Regions from separate parts of the Mus musculus genome. Here all the other regions are linked to region 3. A link is a contact called in public HiChIP or PLAC-seq and promoter capture Hi-C data. All regions are on one chromosome and are shown on one strand. Each heading gives the region's core, a stretch centred on a gene start, on an enhancer-like site or on the middle of the called end of the contact. The rest is flanking DNA. Distances are from core to core; before and after follow the strand shown. Region 1 holds the start of Xkr4 (X-linked Kx blood group related 4). Region 2 holds the start of Npbwr1 (neuropeptides B/W receptor 1). Region 3 holds the start of Mrpl15 (mitochondrial ribosomal protein L15). Region 4 overlaps Rb1cc1 (RB1-inducible coiled-coil 1). Region 5 has its middle 64 kb from the start of 4732440D04Rik.

What was found. Promoter capture Hi-C pulls out the DNA fragments that hold promoters and counts their contacts. HiChIP or PLAC-seq counts read pairs in DNA pulled down with a chosen protein or histone mark.
Region 1: a contact with region 3 is called in an H3K4me3 HiChIP or PLAC-seq map of stem cell-derived neural progenitor cells, with 7 times the contacts expected there. The contact joins the promoter of Xkr4 here to the promoter of Mrpl15 in region 3. A contact is called at or near these places in 3 of 39 promoter capture datasets (cranial neural crest, embryonic stem cells and hippocampal neurons), 3 of 484 Hi-C or Micro-C datasets (Sertoli cells, cerebral cortex and cortical neurons) and 2 of 115 datasets of contacts at active chromatin or transcription factors (astrocytes and stem cell-derived neural progenitor cells).
Region 2: an H3K4me3 HiChIP or PLAC-seq map of stem cell-derived neural progenitor cells shows a contact between it and region 3, with 8 times the contacts expected there. The contact joins the promoter of Npbwr1 here to the promoter of Mrpl15 in region 3. A contact is called at or near these places in 16 of 39 promoter capture datasets (the 3T3-L1 cell line, 3T3-L1-derived adipocytes, the C10 cell line and 9 more), 1 of 15 datasets of contacts at CTCF or cohesin (pro-B cells), 46 of 484 Hi-C or Micro-C datasets (B cells, the Ba/F3 cell line, the G1E-ER4 cell line and 27 more) and 7 of 115 datasets of contacts at active chromatin or transcription factors (the HPC-7 cell line, astrocytes, embryonic stem cells and 3 more).
Region 4: a contact with region 3 is called in a promoter capture Hi-C map of the HPC-7 cell line, with 10 times the contacts expected there. The contact joins the enhancer-like site here to the promoter of Mrpl15 in region 3. A contact is called at or near these places in 6 of 39 promoter capture datasets (the 3T3-L1 cell line, the C10 cell line, the HPC-7 cell line and 3 more) and 1 of 115 datasets of contacts at active chromatin or transcription factors (astrocytes).
Region 5: a promoter capture Hi-C map of hippocampal neurons shows a contact between it and region 3, with 4 times the contacts expected there. The contact joins the enhancer-like site here to the promoter of Mrpl15 in region 3. A contact is called at or near these places in 5 of 39 promoter capture datasets (the 3T3-L1 cell line, cranial neural crest, hippocampal neurons and 1 more).

What each region holds. Positions count from the first base shown.
Region 1 is chr1:3,670,236-3,672,935 of GRCm38.p6, forward strand. It overlaps Xkr4 (X-linked Kx blood group related 4), which reads right to left and starts at 1,263. Exons shown (of 3, transcript NM_001011874.1): 1 at 317-1,263. The coding sequence starts at 1,113. It also overlaps the pseudogene LOC108167595.
Region 2 is chr1:5,916,095-5,918,898 of GRCm38.p6, forward strand. Npbwr1 (neuropeptides B/W receptor 1) reads right to left here and starts at 1,304. Exons shown (of 1, transcript NM_010342.1): 1 at 1-1,304. The coding sequence starts at 1,199. The coding sequence ends at 210.
Region 3 is chr1:4,784,315-4,787,014 of GRCm38.p6, forward strand. Mrpl15 (mitochondrial ribosomal protein L15) reads right to left here and starts at 1,412. Exons shown (of 5, transcript NM_001177658.1): 1 at 1,259-1,412. The coding sequence starts at 1,363.
Region 4 is chr1:6,243,088-6,245,787 of GRCm38.p6, forward strand. It overlaps Rb1cc1 (RB1-inducible coiled-coil 1), which reads left to right. Exons shown (of 24, transcript NM_009826.4): 8 at 1,018-1,188; 9 at 1,708-1,892; 10 at 2,071-2,257; 11 at 2,338-2,419; 12 at 2,511-2,572. Among named protein-coding and RNA genes, the nearest start is that of 4732440D04Rik, 28 kb to the left of the region's middle. Within about 2 kb of position 1,299, at least 5 of the 459 cell types and tissues checked have an H3K27ac peak or open chromatin away from gene starts, as enhancers often do. A contact at or near this core is called in the HPC-7 cell line, where this site is marked.
Region 5 is chr1:6,278,994-6,281,693 of GRCm38.p6, forward strand. No RefSeq gene overlaps it. Among named protein-coding and RNA genes, the nearest start is that of 4732440D04Rik, 64 kb to the left of the region's middle. Within about 2 kb of position 1,373, at least 51 of the 459 cell types and tissues checked have an H3K27ac peak or open chromatin away from gene starts, as enhancers often do.

The DNA.
Region 1 (2,700 bases), core at 13-2,512, 1.1 Mb before region 3:
TGTGAGAGGAATCCTCTGCTAGTGAAATATTAAGTCTACAATCGGGGGAGAACTTGTAGCATACATAGAAAAACTAGTCTATGAGAAGATGGGAAACGTGACAGACTACAAACACGTTCCTGCGTGCCCTTCCTTGGTTTCTTTTTCCTCACCTAACATGAGTTAGGTAAGGAGCAGTTTAGAAAAGAAAACCACAAGAGTGACTTGGCTTACTAGTCATTAGGAAAGATTTCATGCAAAAGTAGAACAGTGGACATGGTGGGCAGGCATGTAGGAACAGTAGTAGTCTCTCTCAACCCCCACCCTGATACAGTACCTCCAGATTTGCCCAAGCTGCAAGATGTGGATGAGTGACTGCAGGAGCCAGATGCAAAAGGAGCAGGACGCAGACCTGTGTTTGCCGCTGGTCCGGGTGGCCCCGTTGCTGTTGCTGCCGCTGTTGGTGGCGGCGATGTTGCTCTTGCTGGCGTTGGATGCTTGCCTCTGCGGCGTGGAAGGACGAACCTCGCCTTCCCCGGCTGCAGACCCACTGCTGACCACCGTCTTGCAATCTGCTCCAGGCTGCTGGCAGCTGGAGGTGGTGGTCGTGGAGCTGTCCTCGGTGCTGAAATCATGCACAAACCAGCGGAAGCTGAACACTTGCACAGAAAGGGAGCCCAGCACCACGAAGAAGAGGGTGAGCCCAAACCACCAGCGCTGGCCACGCAGGTAGTAGTCCACCGCGAGCCAGATGTCCGTTCCCACATCCGCGAAGTACACGGCCACGGCGGCCAGGATCCAGAGGCAGTCCCACAGCGAGTAACGCCGCTGCTCCCTGCCCAGGCGCAGGCACAGCGCCGCAGAGCCCGCCCCGCTGCCCCGGCCGCCGCCGCCCGAGCCGCCCGAGCCCGCCGAGCCGCCGCTCCCCGCGCAGCAGCAGCAGCAGCGCGAGCAGCCACCGCCGTCCGGGCAGCAGCCGCCTCCGGCCGCCTCCGTGTCCTCGGCTCCGGACCCCGACGGCAAGCCTGGAGCCAGTCCTTGCACAGAGCCCGAATTGTCCGAGTTCTGCAGCGGGGTGAACGCCACGTCGCTGCTCTTCTTCATCTTCAGCCTCCCGTCTGACTTAGCGGCCATGATGCCTCGGCAGCGGAGGAGAGCACTCCTTTATCTGACACCTGTCCCTGCTGTCTCCTCCTCCCGCCACCTCCTCGCCTCGCCCTGGCTTCCTTCCCCGGCCGCGCCGCTCCCCAGCTCCTACTCCAGCGCCCGCTCGCCCGCCGCCGCCCGCGGGGCTGGGCGCTGGGCCCGGCTAGCCGCACGCTCGGGACCCGCAGGAGCGCCGCCTGGCTGCCTGCGCCGAGCCCAGCTGCTCGCGCCGGCCCGCGCGCGCCCCTGACAGCCGCCCGCGCTCCGCGCCGGCCCGGCCCCGCGGCTGCAGCACGAGCCGCCGCCGCCGCCAGCAGCAGGAGCAGCAGCGGCCGCCGCGGAGCTCCTCGGACCTGCACATTCCTCTCCTCCCCTCGCGCGCGCTCCCTCCTCCCGCAGCCTCTCCTCCACCAGCTGACTCCGAGGGAGAGGATGACCTCATCCCTTCCCTTCCAGCTGCCGCCGCTCCCACCCCGGCTGGGGAGGGGCGAGAAGGAGGGCCCGGAGGAGGGGCTGGGATTGAGGGGAGCGGCGGGTGGGGGTGCCTGGCTGGCCAGTGCTGGACGCGGAGGGCAACAGCACGGCAATCGGAGGCCCAGTCCAGGCTCGTGGGATAGCGAAGAGCGTTGAGTGGATTTCCTCGAAGCTGGGGGGATGGGATGGGCAGAGCGCGCCGCGTGTTAGAGCCTTGGTGTTGGGTCACTGCCGAGGGTAGGGGGCCACGGACACAAGCGGGCGTGGCAGCAGCGAAGGCTGCGGAAGAAATGGTCTCTTTGTATTGTACCGGGCGCGCTCGGCACCTGGCTGGGTGTGGTATGGTGCTAGGTGTGTTGCTGGCGAGGGTGAACACGCTTTAACTAGGAAGCTAGGGCTCCTATACTGGCGGCGGTGGTGGGCGTGCCATGCTTTGGAGATCCTGGGTGGCACAGTACTTGCAGAGCTAGAACACCTAAAGCAAAGCTGGCAGCAGAGGGCGAGCCCTCGGGATAAGGCGAGAGCAGCCCCAGGGATGCTGTCCTGCCAAACCCCAGCCTAGAGAAATGCAAAGGCCCTATCTCAGGAGGTGGGTGCATGAAGCCCTGTCCCCCTGCGAGTTTAACGAGCCTGAGGCAGCAGCACTAGGCAGACACCATGGTGGGGCTACTCCTAACCGCAGGTGGGAAACGCTGCACCTCTGGCGGCGGCAACCTAGAGCGCGGCGGTGGGAGGAGGGACATGGCTAGTAACCAGGGAAAAGAGAACTAGCTCGGCCCTTGGCCCCGCGCAGGGAGTGGCAGATCCCAAAGCTAATGCCACTTCTCTTATTCCAAAACTGCAATTACCTTCCCTTAAACCTATAAACGTACAGACTTACTGTAGGGTCTCATAACTTCAGAAATGACTCGAATTTAATCTATTCTCGAAGAGAATGTAATAAAATATGTTGCAGTTTAAAAAACAAACAAACAAACAAAAACAACCAACCAAAAAAAAAAAAAAAAAAAAAAAAAACACCACCACCACCAAAAAAAACCCTTTAAATCCCAACAAAATATGGGATATCTTTTTCCTTTTTAAGTTAAGAAAACCCGTGCT
Region 2 (2,804 bases), core at 54-2,553, 1.1 Mb after region 3:
CATGCTACACACCAGCCTCACCTCAAGGCCGGGCAAATCCCGGATCAGTCCTGGTTAGGGCCTGTGGTATCAGTCCTGGGTAGGGCCTGTGGTACTGAATGCCTGGAATGGGCCTCAGGATTTCGGGCTGCACTTGGGAACCACAGTCCCGGAATTCTCCTGAACCCAGCTGGCAGTGCTGCCTGCGGTGGAAAGAGGTGGAAAGGGCATCAGGCTGAACGGCATGACACCAATTGCCGGAGGCTTCTGCGGAAGCTGTCGTCCAGGAAGGCATAGAGGAAAGGGTTGAGGCAGCTGTTAGCATAGCTCAGGCTGGTGATGAAGTAAGAGATGCCGATGACCAGCGGCGTTTGCGGGAGGTCGGTGGTGAGGGCCACTATGGTACTCAGGTGATAAGGCGTCCAGCAGAGGAGGCACACAGCCAGAATCGCCGCCACCAACAAGGTCACGCGCTTCTTGGCACGATCCAGGGCCTTGGCGTGGCTATCTAGCTGGATAGCACGCAGTCGGCAGAGCAGAGTGGTATAGAGAGCACAGATGGTGGTCACCGGGATGGCAAAGCCCAATACTAGTGTGTAGAGACGGCTGGCACGCCACCAGAAGGCCTCGGGCTGCGGGAAGACCAGCACGCACTGGCGCCGACCCTGCTCCTCGTCCAGCCGAGCGAATACCGCAAAGGGCAGCACGACCAGCGTCACCAGCGCCCACACCGCCAGACTGACAGCACGCGCTGCACCGTAAGTGCGCCCGGACACCCGGCGCGACTCTGCTGTGGCCAGAACCACCAGGTATCGGTCGGCGCTCATGACGGCGAGGAAGTAGAGGCTAGAGAAAGTGTTGTACTGGTCGACGGCTACAATGAGCTTGCACATGACCTCCCCGAAGGGCCAGCGCCTCAGCAGGAAGTCCGCGATGTTGATGGGCAGCACGAGGGTGAAGAGCTCATCGGCGATAGCCAGGTTGAGGATGAACACGTTGGTGACAGTCTTCATGCGCGGCGTGCGCAGCAGTACGTACAGCACCGCAGAGTTGCCAGCCAGTCCCACGGCGCAAATTACCCCGTAGACGACAGGCACTGCTACCGCCAGTGGCTGCGGCAGCGGCAGAGGAGCCAGGCTGGACCCGTTGGGACAGCCCAAAGATGAGCCGCCGCAAGACACGTTGTCCCCTCCAGACTCGAAAAGCGTTAAGTTATGCATCTTGGAGAGGGCTGGAGAGCAGGCGACCACCAGGATTCCACTCAGCAGCCCCGCGAAACTCGAGGTTTATGCGCCCACGTTTACAGGGATCTGCACCCAGGCACTGCCTGAGTGTCACAGCTTTTCTCTGGATGCGCACCGGAGGGGGCGTTCCCCGCTGCTACTAAGCTCGCTGACGCCGGGACTCCAAGGCTGGAGACAGAATTGAAAACACAGCTTACATTTCTGGAGGTATAGCTTTAAGGAGAAATGAGGTCCATAGAAAGTAGCTACAGTGTCCCAAGCTCTTCTCTCCACCTGTGGAAATCAGATTCCAGTCCACTGAATACATCAAAGTGCTATGCAGAAGCCACTTGACTCCTAGGAAACCGTAAATGCACCCAATCCCCTGTTTTAGAGCTTAAGGAATTCACACTGAGGTCACACCGGCGAATTCAGCAGAGGTGTGTTTCCGAGCACGCTAGATAATAGGACTTGCAACAGCAATCTTTATCTTACCTGGCGAGTCCCAGCAAAGATCTGAGTTTCCTGGGGAGGTCAGGGAGGAACCCACTGTCTGCTGGAGGACGCTGCAGCAGCAATGAGATGCCTGCCAGCCTAGTCTGTCTCCTGTTGTCTGCCCAGAGACTACTGCTGGACTCTCCAGGAGTTCTCCCAAGAACCTGAAGTACAGGAAGCGCGGCTCAGTCAACCTGTCACCCTTTCCCACTCCACTCCTAGAAAAATCCTCTGATCTAACAGAAAACAGCGCCCCCTTCCTCAAAAGACTTCTTTGCTGCCTTCCTGCTGTTTTAATTCAGTTCATCTGGAATTATAAAAAGCTCACCTGTCAGAAACTAAAACTAAGAATGACAAAGTTAAAAAAAATAATATCCTGTTTTTGAAGAACAGTTGGAGATGAGGTTCCCATAACATGTTTTATTTCTTTATTATATGTATCATTATTTAAATCAATGTTAAAATTAAATTTATTTTGATCGTAGTCTTCCCCTACCCCAAGTCGTCTAGATCCTCTCTCTACCCACCCAACTTTAAGCTCTTTCTCAAAACAAACAAGAACAAAACCAAACACAACAAAAACTCCCAAATCCAAGAAAATAAAATAAAGAAACACCTAAACAGAGAGAGAAAAAAACCCACTAAACTGTAATCAAATAAAACCATAAACATACAAAAGCAAAACTGTGGAGATCATTAAATGTTGATCAACTATTCTTGAACATGAGTCCTGCCCTGGAAGAGTTGATAAATCCAATATCACTGTATTGGAGAAAACTAATTCCCCCTTTTACAGCAGGTATAATTGACAATTTAGTTGTTAACCCTTCCTCTAGTGACTGGGTTTTCATTAGTGCATTCATATTCATTTTAGAAAATATAACAAAACAAAATATAAAGCAAAAACTGTCACATTAAAGTTGGACAGGATGAATCAATAGAAGGAAACAAATCCAAGAGAAGGATTTAGAGACTCTCTCATTTGCACACCCAGAAATCGCACAAAAACACTAATCTAGAAGCTAGAATATATTTGATGAGGACATGGTACAAACCTGCACAGTCTGTGTGCATATAACTAAGGTATATAAAGACTCCTTCTGCCTG
Region 3 (2,700 bases), core at 162-2,661:
GAAACACAGGGCAAAGTTCTAAGGAAGGGATGGGATCCAACAGGAATAACAAGCTCTACAATAAGCTAGGTCCCTGTAGTGATTGCTATCTGCTAGGTTGAGGCAGGAGGATTCAAAGTTCAAGGCCTGCCTAAGCTACAAAAAAAGGGCAAGGCCAGCAACCCCCAATTTTCTGAGAGTCTGTCTCTGAATAAAGCATTTAAAAATCGGGAAAGGGAACCAGATGTGGTGGCGCATGCCTTTAATCCCAGCACTCGAGAGGCAGGGACAGGAGGATTTCTGAGTCCGAGGCCAGCCTGGTCTAAAAAGTGAGTTCCAGGACAGCCAGGGCTCTACAGAGAAACCCTGGGGGGGGGGGGGGGGGGGGGCGGTGAGAGGGCATCGGGAAAGGGTTTGGGATTACAGCTCAGTGGTATAGTGTGCTTGAACAAACAAGCTAAGGGCCTAAATTTAGTCTTCAGGAAAAAGCAGCTGGAACGGAAAAAGAAAATCCTAGAACTAAACAGCCAAAACGAGGCTTGAGTGACATTAAATGTTTTATTTTTAAATTAATCGTAAATATGTAATTAGATCACATATGGCTAAGGAAAACTCCAATTTTTGCTAGGGACACATTCTAATTTCCTAAATTCCTAAAAGATAAGCTCCTGGCAACTTGTCCCCCTCCACAGAATTGTAAAACTGATGTGAAATGATTAATTGCTTCGGTAAAGTTCCTCATGTAGCTGTAAGTTCCCCAGAAATAAAGTAATTGCGACCTTTCAAAGCCCTCCACCTTCTACCCCTTTAACCTGGGCCTAAGGGGAATTGTGGTTGGCTGCACTATAACATTAAAAAATTGGCTAATTACAACTGGATAGAGTCGGGTAGTCTTTCGGTGTTCTCTAACTCCGTAACATCTTTCCCTTAATTGACTTTGTCAACCGCCCCCCCCCCTAAAAAAAAAGCCGTATATTAAGTTACTGTAAAAGCCGAGCAGCCGACCCACAACAGTTTTCTAGTTGCACCCTGGGTTGCACATTGGCCAGCTGGAATGTAGAAAAAACACTGGGATTTTTATAACGACGATAGGCACTTGCTAAGCAGTTCAGTTTAAACGCAATTTTGGATGAATCGTCTGCAGTTCCCGAGTGTGTACCCTCCGCCTGCTTAGCATCCTTAACACTGGGCGCACGCGGAAGGGAGCCAGGCGCCCGCACGCGTCCATCGCCAGAGTGACGCGGCCCCTGCACTCCCCGCACCGCCGCCAAGCGTTTACCCGTTTTCTGGAGTTAGGACTGGGCTTCAGGTTGGCCAGGCTCACTCTCGGCAAGGACCGCAGCAGGTCCAGGCTGGTCCCGCAGCCGCGCGCCGTGCCAGCCATGACCCGCGGTGCTTCAAGGGCGCCCAGGAAGCGGCGTAGACTCCGCGTTGCTTTACGGCTCCGCCCGGCCCCTGTCGCGCTGCAGCGGCCGTACTGCCCCGCCCCTGTCGTGCTGCAGAGCGACCGCATCCGCGTCGGTAGGCTATGTCTTCCAGCTTCCAGGCTTGATGTCTTTTTACTTCGGGGAACTGCATCAACTTTTGTGAGATCATGCTTTATCCTCTGGCTTTGGTACCATTTTGTGAACGAAAACTGTTCTCTTCTGCCCTGTAATGACTGAACACGCTGTACGGTAAAAGTGGGGCCTCATGAAGCGAAAAGTAATCCAAAATGATGTGAACAGGTTCAAGCTTTGAGACTCTGGTAATTCAACTGTTACAGTGCCTGGCTCTAGAATTAATTGTCTAATTAGGTTCAACCTAATAGCGTGCCTTGCAGTTAACGATGGGGGGTGGGGCATACTTAGCTCCTGGGGTATGCCAGAAACTGAGTTAAAGTTAGCCTTACTAGATTCATATAAACAACCACGCTAGAAGCGAGGTGTGGTTTTATGCCTATCAGATCGACCCAGCTGTCACAGCAGATGGTATAGATAGGATTCAAAGCTAATGAACTTAAACTGCCAAACATATATTTAACTCTCCAAATTAAATGATTTTTAAAACTTGTCTTAATACAAGTAATATAGAAAACAATGTGTTCATTTTTATATTCTTTTTCCGTTCCACTGTCTTGCTGGAGAATTGCTCCTACCAAGCTCTATCAGTTATATAGTGAAGGTGAGACAATTTAATAAGCAGCTGTTTCTAACTCAAATAAACCTTTATTTTTATTTTATTGATTCATTGTGAATTTCACATCATACACTCCAGATCCACAATCCCTCCGTCCTTTTTGCCCTTGCAAACCCCCCCCCCCCCAAAATAAAAATAAAGTTTAGGAAACCTCATCGTGAAGCTGTCGTGTGTCACAGTGTGTCCTACAGTATACCCTTTTGTCCATACATTATTACTTGCAAATGTACATTGCAATGAGTCATTGGTCTGGTTCTAGGTCTCTGGCTTCTGCTACACCAATATTGGATCCTCACAGGGACTCTATTCGGTTATCCTGCTATTGTCCTAGGTCACTGAGATCCTGCAGCTCTGGATCAGCAGGACTAGCTAGCCCTTTCACATGTTCCAACAGGTTACACATAAGGTAGATATCGGGGTGAGCTACTCAAAACCATGGATTTGGGCCTGGGGCCAGAGCCTGCTGGTCATTCAACATGGAAACCACGACTTGGGGTATGAGGATGATTATAGGAAAGGCAAAAAGAAGATGGAAGAGACAGA
Region 4 (2,700 bases), core at 49-2,548, 1.5 Mb after region 3:
GTATTTACATGTGTTTGCACATATACAAAATGAACACAGTTGAAGAATAACTTAGAGGATGCCTACATGCTGCTATTGGCAGGTATTCAGAACCCCTGCTGAGGCAGGAAGGCTGAACTAGTTTTCCTCCATTGAAGGTTGAGCTTAGGATCTGACAAGGTGGCCCAGTAGGTCAAAGCCTGAAACTTCATTTTAACCCCCAGGACTCATTGTGAAAGGAGAGAAGGCATTTACTCATGCCCTTTTACCCACCAAGGCTCTAGGTTTAGGTGAGGAGATAGTAGAGTATACCACAGTTCCAGGAGCCTTTAATGAAACAAGGTCATTTAATATCTGTGACCAGTTTTACTAGAAAACAGGCACCACCAAGCGCATCATGTAGTTAAATTTTACACTACAAACACGTAGAACTAAAGTCAGAGGACAGGAAAAATTAACTATTAAGACATCTCATTGACCAAACCATTTCCTTTCAATAGAGATTAAGTTTAAGCTTTCTGTCCCATTTGTTAAGGAAAAACCTTGCCTTTTTAAAGAATGGGATCTTGCTGAGTTGCCTATGCTGGCCTGAACTTTTGGTTTAATTCTACCTTGCTTCTTGAGTTCTGAATTACAAACATATGCCAAACATACCTGGCTATGGAAGATGCTTTGAGAGAAGATGAGTTGATGAGTTACTACCAAAGAGTGGGTTTGTCATTAGCTCCACTTTATATGTCCTTGATGACTTTGAAAATAACATTCTTAGGGATACTGAGAATTGTTTAAATTGGTTGAGAGTTATGATTACTGAAGTTATTATGGTCTTGACTTTTATATTGTGATTTGTTTAACACCAGTTGTTTAGGATGGGGTTCATCCTATTAATCTTCCTTTGCTAGTATAACTTTATTTCCTGTGCATTTTTCTGTATCATTTTCTATATCCTTTGTATCTTAGTCTGTATCTAGTTACTGTGAAATATAGTTAAAACTATTTCCAGAAGATTTTACTCATATATGTTTCCTTCTCATTTAGCTTGACCCAAAGATTATTCAACCATTTATGTTAGAATGCCATCAAACTATTGCCAAACTTGATAATCAGAATATGAAAGCCATTAAAGGGCTTGAAGATCGGCTGTATGCCTTGGACCAGATGATTGCTAGCTGTAGCCGGCTGGTAAATGAACAGAAAGAGCTTGCTCAGGTATCGTGTTTATGACCACTTGATTTCTAGCTCCCAGAGGCAAGCAGCTGAATTTCATTTTGTGCTAGTGTCCCTCTCCTCATTCCCTCCCCTTCTTCCTCCCGCTTGTCACACTTGATGGACTGGAGTTTTCCTGTTTAGCCCAGGCTGTCTTCCTACTTAAGTGCTGTGGTCTCTGCTTGGTAGTTATATGTTTTTTATTCTTTGTGATGTTGATGTTTTATGTGCTTATTTTTAATAAAAAACCACAAATATTATAAAAGTTTAAGATAGCTTAAATTTTGTGTTTCCATGACATTTTAAAGAATTTGTTTGCTTTTGGCTTGTGTTTGTGTTAATTATTTTAGTAAAGCTTTCAAGCTACATATTGTTGTAAGTTGGCTTTCTGTCCTTGGAATAGCCATTTCTTTTTACCCCCCACCCGCCTTTAATGGGAGATAGGAATTTTAGGAATCTAAATGAAAAGTGGTTCCTTGTCAGTTTTTCTCTTGAGAGCTTATGTCATTTTCCTTCCCAAAGGGATTTTTAGCTAATCAGATGAGAGCTGAAAACTTGAAGGATGCATCTGTGTTACCTGATCTGTGTCTGAGTCATGCAAATCAACTAATGATTATGTTGCAAAACCACAGAAAACTGTTGGATATTAAACAGAAGTGCACCACTGCCAAACAAGAGCTAGCAAACAATCTCCACGTCAGACTGAAGTAAGAGATTCCGTCAGACTTCAGTTTTTGTGTTTTTAATCTTCCCAGTAATAACAGTAATTTCATTGAAATGCATATTGATGAACTCTAGGGTTAGACTTTATAGAGCCTTGATCTTCATAGCTTACCTACAAATGACTTTTAGCAAATGTGGAAAACAATGAATCTTTTTCTATAGGTGGTGTTGTTTTGTGATGCTTCATGCTGATCAAGATGGAGAAAAACTGCAGGCACTGCTCCGCCTTGTAATAGAGCTGTTAGAAAGAGTCAGAATTGTTGAGGCTCTTAGTACAGTTCCTCAGATGTATTGCCTAGCTGTTGTTGAGGTTGTAAGAAGAAAAATGTTCATTAAACACTACAGAGAGGTAAGCAATTCTAATTATTTAATTATATATTAACATTCATAATTGGTATATTTTATTAACATAAATGTTCCTCTTCTAAGTGGGCTGGTGCTTTAGTCAAAGACGGAAAACAACTATATGAAGCTGAAAAGTCAAAAAGGGAATCCTTTGGGAAATTATTTAGTAAGTATTAATTTATTTACCCTTTTCCTTCTTTATTTTTTGGCCTTTAGGTAATTTCTAAAATAACCATGTTCCTGGTTTCTTTGTACAGGGAAGTCCTTTTTAAGAAATCGTCTGTTTAAAGGACTGGACTCCTGGCCTTCCTCATTTTGTGTATGTATTTTTTTTTTTCTAACTAGGACTAAATTTCTTTTTTTTTTTTTTAAGGACTAAATTTCTATATTATAAAACCTTATTTTTTCAGGGTTAGAAGCATTTATCAGAAACAGATTAAGTTGTGA
Region 5 (2,700 bases), core at 123-2,622, 1.5 Mb after region 3:
ACAGCAATATGTTCTGGTGTTTTGTTTCATCCAGATCTTTTTATTAGAACTTCAGTATTAGATGTGTGTTGTGTAACTGATCATTTTAACACGTTGGGGCCTAAGATAACACCATTTATTTACTCATTTCACTGGGGGGATGTGTGTCAATGGGCTGGGATCGAATAGTCCATATAGCCATGTCCTCACATATTTGATTTAGGAATGCCTTGTATAGATAGCCCTTTTGATAACTGATGCTCACAAAGAGACAGCAACATCCTAGTAAGAGTGACAACATAGGTCAGAAGCTTTACCACATTCTTTGGGTCAAAATCAGACTCAACACGGAGTTAATGTCCAGGGATACTGAGAGAAAAAAGTTGGAAAATTGCAGTCCTTTTTAAAGCTACGTCTAAAATAGCTATTGTCTTTTAAGATTTAGGTTTACAGATATACATGGGCTTTTAAAAATATGCAGCTGGGGATATATCTTCATTGAATTGCTTGCCCATAGTGAGAGCTTGGGTTTGGTCCTCAGCAACACAAAAATCAAGCAGAAATCATGTGGATGCATGTGAACTAAAGCCAAGCAAAGTTGGTAATGCTTAATTTTCATAAATTTAACTGCCTTGATAATTATTTAAAAGCTAGGAAGCAAAACTTATTAATTCCTACTAACTGGTAGCTCATATGTTCCTCATACCCTTGGTACATTGTCTTTAGCCAAAAATTTTAAGTAGTACAGTTTATAATCTTTATGGGTGAGATGGAAATTCTCCCAAGCAGTTCTTAACATAGTGGTAAAGAGACAAGGCAGTCAGCTGTAAGCTATTTGGTTTACATACTTCTTGGGTGTCTCAGACTTGGCAGCCATTTAGAGTAAGCAACACCAGTTTCTTTCATTCCTATCTTAAAGCTTATTAGCAATGTCATTTCCAATGTTAAGAAAAGAGTAGCAGCCCTTAAGATCAACTCAGGTTCCTCCCTCACTTAGCTTCCAATCTAAGCAGTTGCACGCATGTGTCCTGTTAGAATGCAGCCAGGGCTGCCTTGCTATACATACCTTGCACCCCATGGCAACACTGCTTAACCATTTTACACACATCACCACTTTATGTCAGTGTGCTGTTAATCTTTGAAGTTGCGTTCAACTTTCATTTTTACCATTTTAGGAGTTTCTGGTGGATTCCATAGCCCTTGACAGTCTTTTTGTTTTGTTTTATGAATGTTGGGGGTTATTTCTGAACTCTGGTTTTGTGGCACCTTTTAAAAAAAGGCTTCTGGGAATCTGATTCCGAAATGATGTTGTAATTCTCCTTAACTGCCTTAGAACCGTCATCATCCAATTCCAGTAGAGCTGGAGAGCTCGTGTTGCTGGTGTCACTTGTAATCTCTCTGGAATTCTGCTCTGCAAGTGACTATGACCTTAACTAGCCTAGGAGATGAACACGAATGCTTATGTTCTTAACCACAACTCTTCTGAAAACGCATAGCCTGTCTCACAAGCATAAACTCCGCATTCCCAGCATTTTCTCTCATCACAAATTACAGTTTAGCTCCCTGTGCGACCTGTTTCGCTATAGCTTCTGGGTGTCTCATACTGCCTTTAAACCAGGTTGAGTTTTCTAACACGAAGCTATACTTTTCCCTTCTGCCTTCGTCCACTTAACAGCTCCCAGAAGTACCACATTCTCATGAGTGTTCCAGTTTAACCTCGGCCAAGGGGGTGAGAGCAGCTTCCTGTGAAGCTTGATATTGGTTGTTTCATCTTCTGAACACGTCCACTAAAGGGCTTGCCTTACAGTCATAAAAGCAATGCACATATATGTAAATACAGTGACATGTTCTAGAACAGTGCCCTTCTAAATAAGAACATTAAGAAATGCACTTTGCATTTGATCATGCATTTAATCATCAATCCAGCCCTAATAAGCCCACATAGGCTGGGAGTAGCAGATCCTCTTCCAGTTCTAGGTCCTGGTTTGCCAACAGACCTCCACATTAACCAGTAGTGACTAGAAACATACATACCCCTCACTGCTACAAAAGTCAGCATAGCCACTGTCTACTGAGACCATTACAATCTTACGTCATAAACTAGCTACAGTGTTTAGGCCAGAACATCAAGAGCTAGGTAGGATTTATTGACCTTTTGCAATGCAGTAACAGAATGCCTGACAGAATTCTTTTGACTCCCGTCTTCATGGTAGGAGAAACTCAGATCATAAAAGCAAGAATATGTTGGTAAAGTTGTTCATATTAAGCTGACCAAGAAACAGAGTGAAGCATGAAAGGGGCAGGGATAACATGTCCCTGAGAACTTTCCTCCAGGAACTCACCACTTTCAGCTCATTTCTACTTGACAAAGTCTACGTACAGAACTCTCCCAAAATATCTGGGCCCAAGTGTTCAAAATTTGATCCTTCAGAGGATATTTCAGGTTCAGCATGTAACATTATTGTGTATGTAATAAATTGAAAGGACATGGTTGTATTCAAGAAATAGTCATCACTTTTATCACTTTTATAGAAAGAGCTATTACAATCTACAAATATGTTTAGTTTTCTGAATACTCTCATGAGTAAGTATTCATGTATTAATTTTGTTATTTTTTTATAAATGTACACCACACTTGTAAGTAATAGGTTGCTATGAAAAATATTAATAAATTCTGTATCCCTGTTGGAAAGTAGATATTGGATGAAGCTTAAAAGTTTT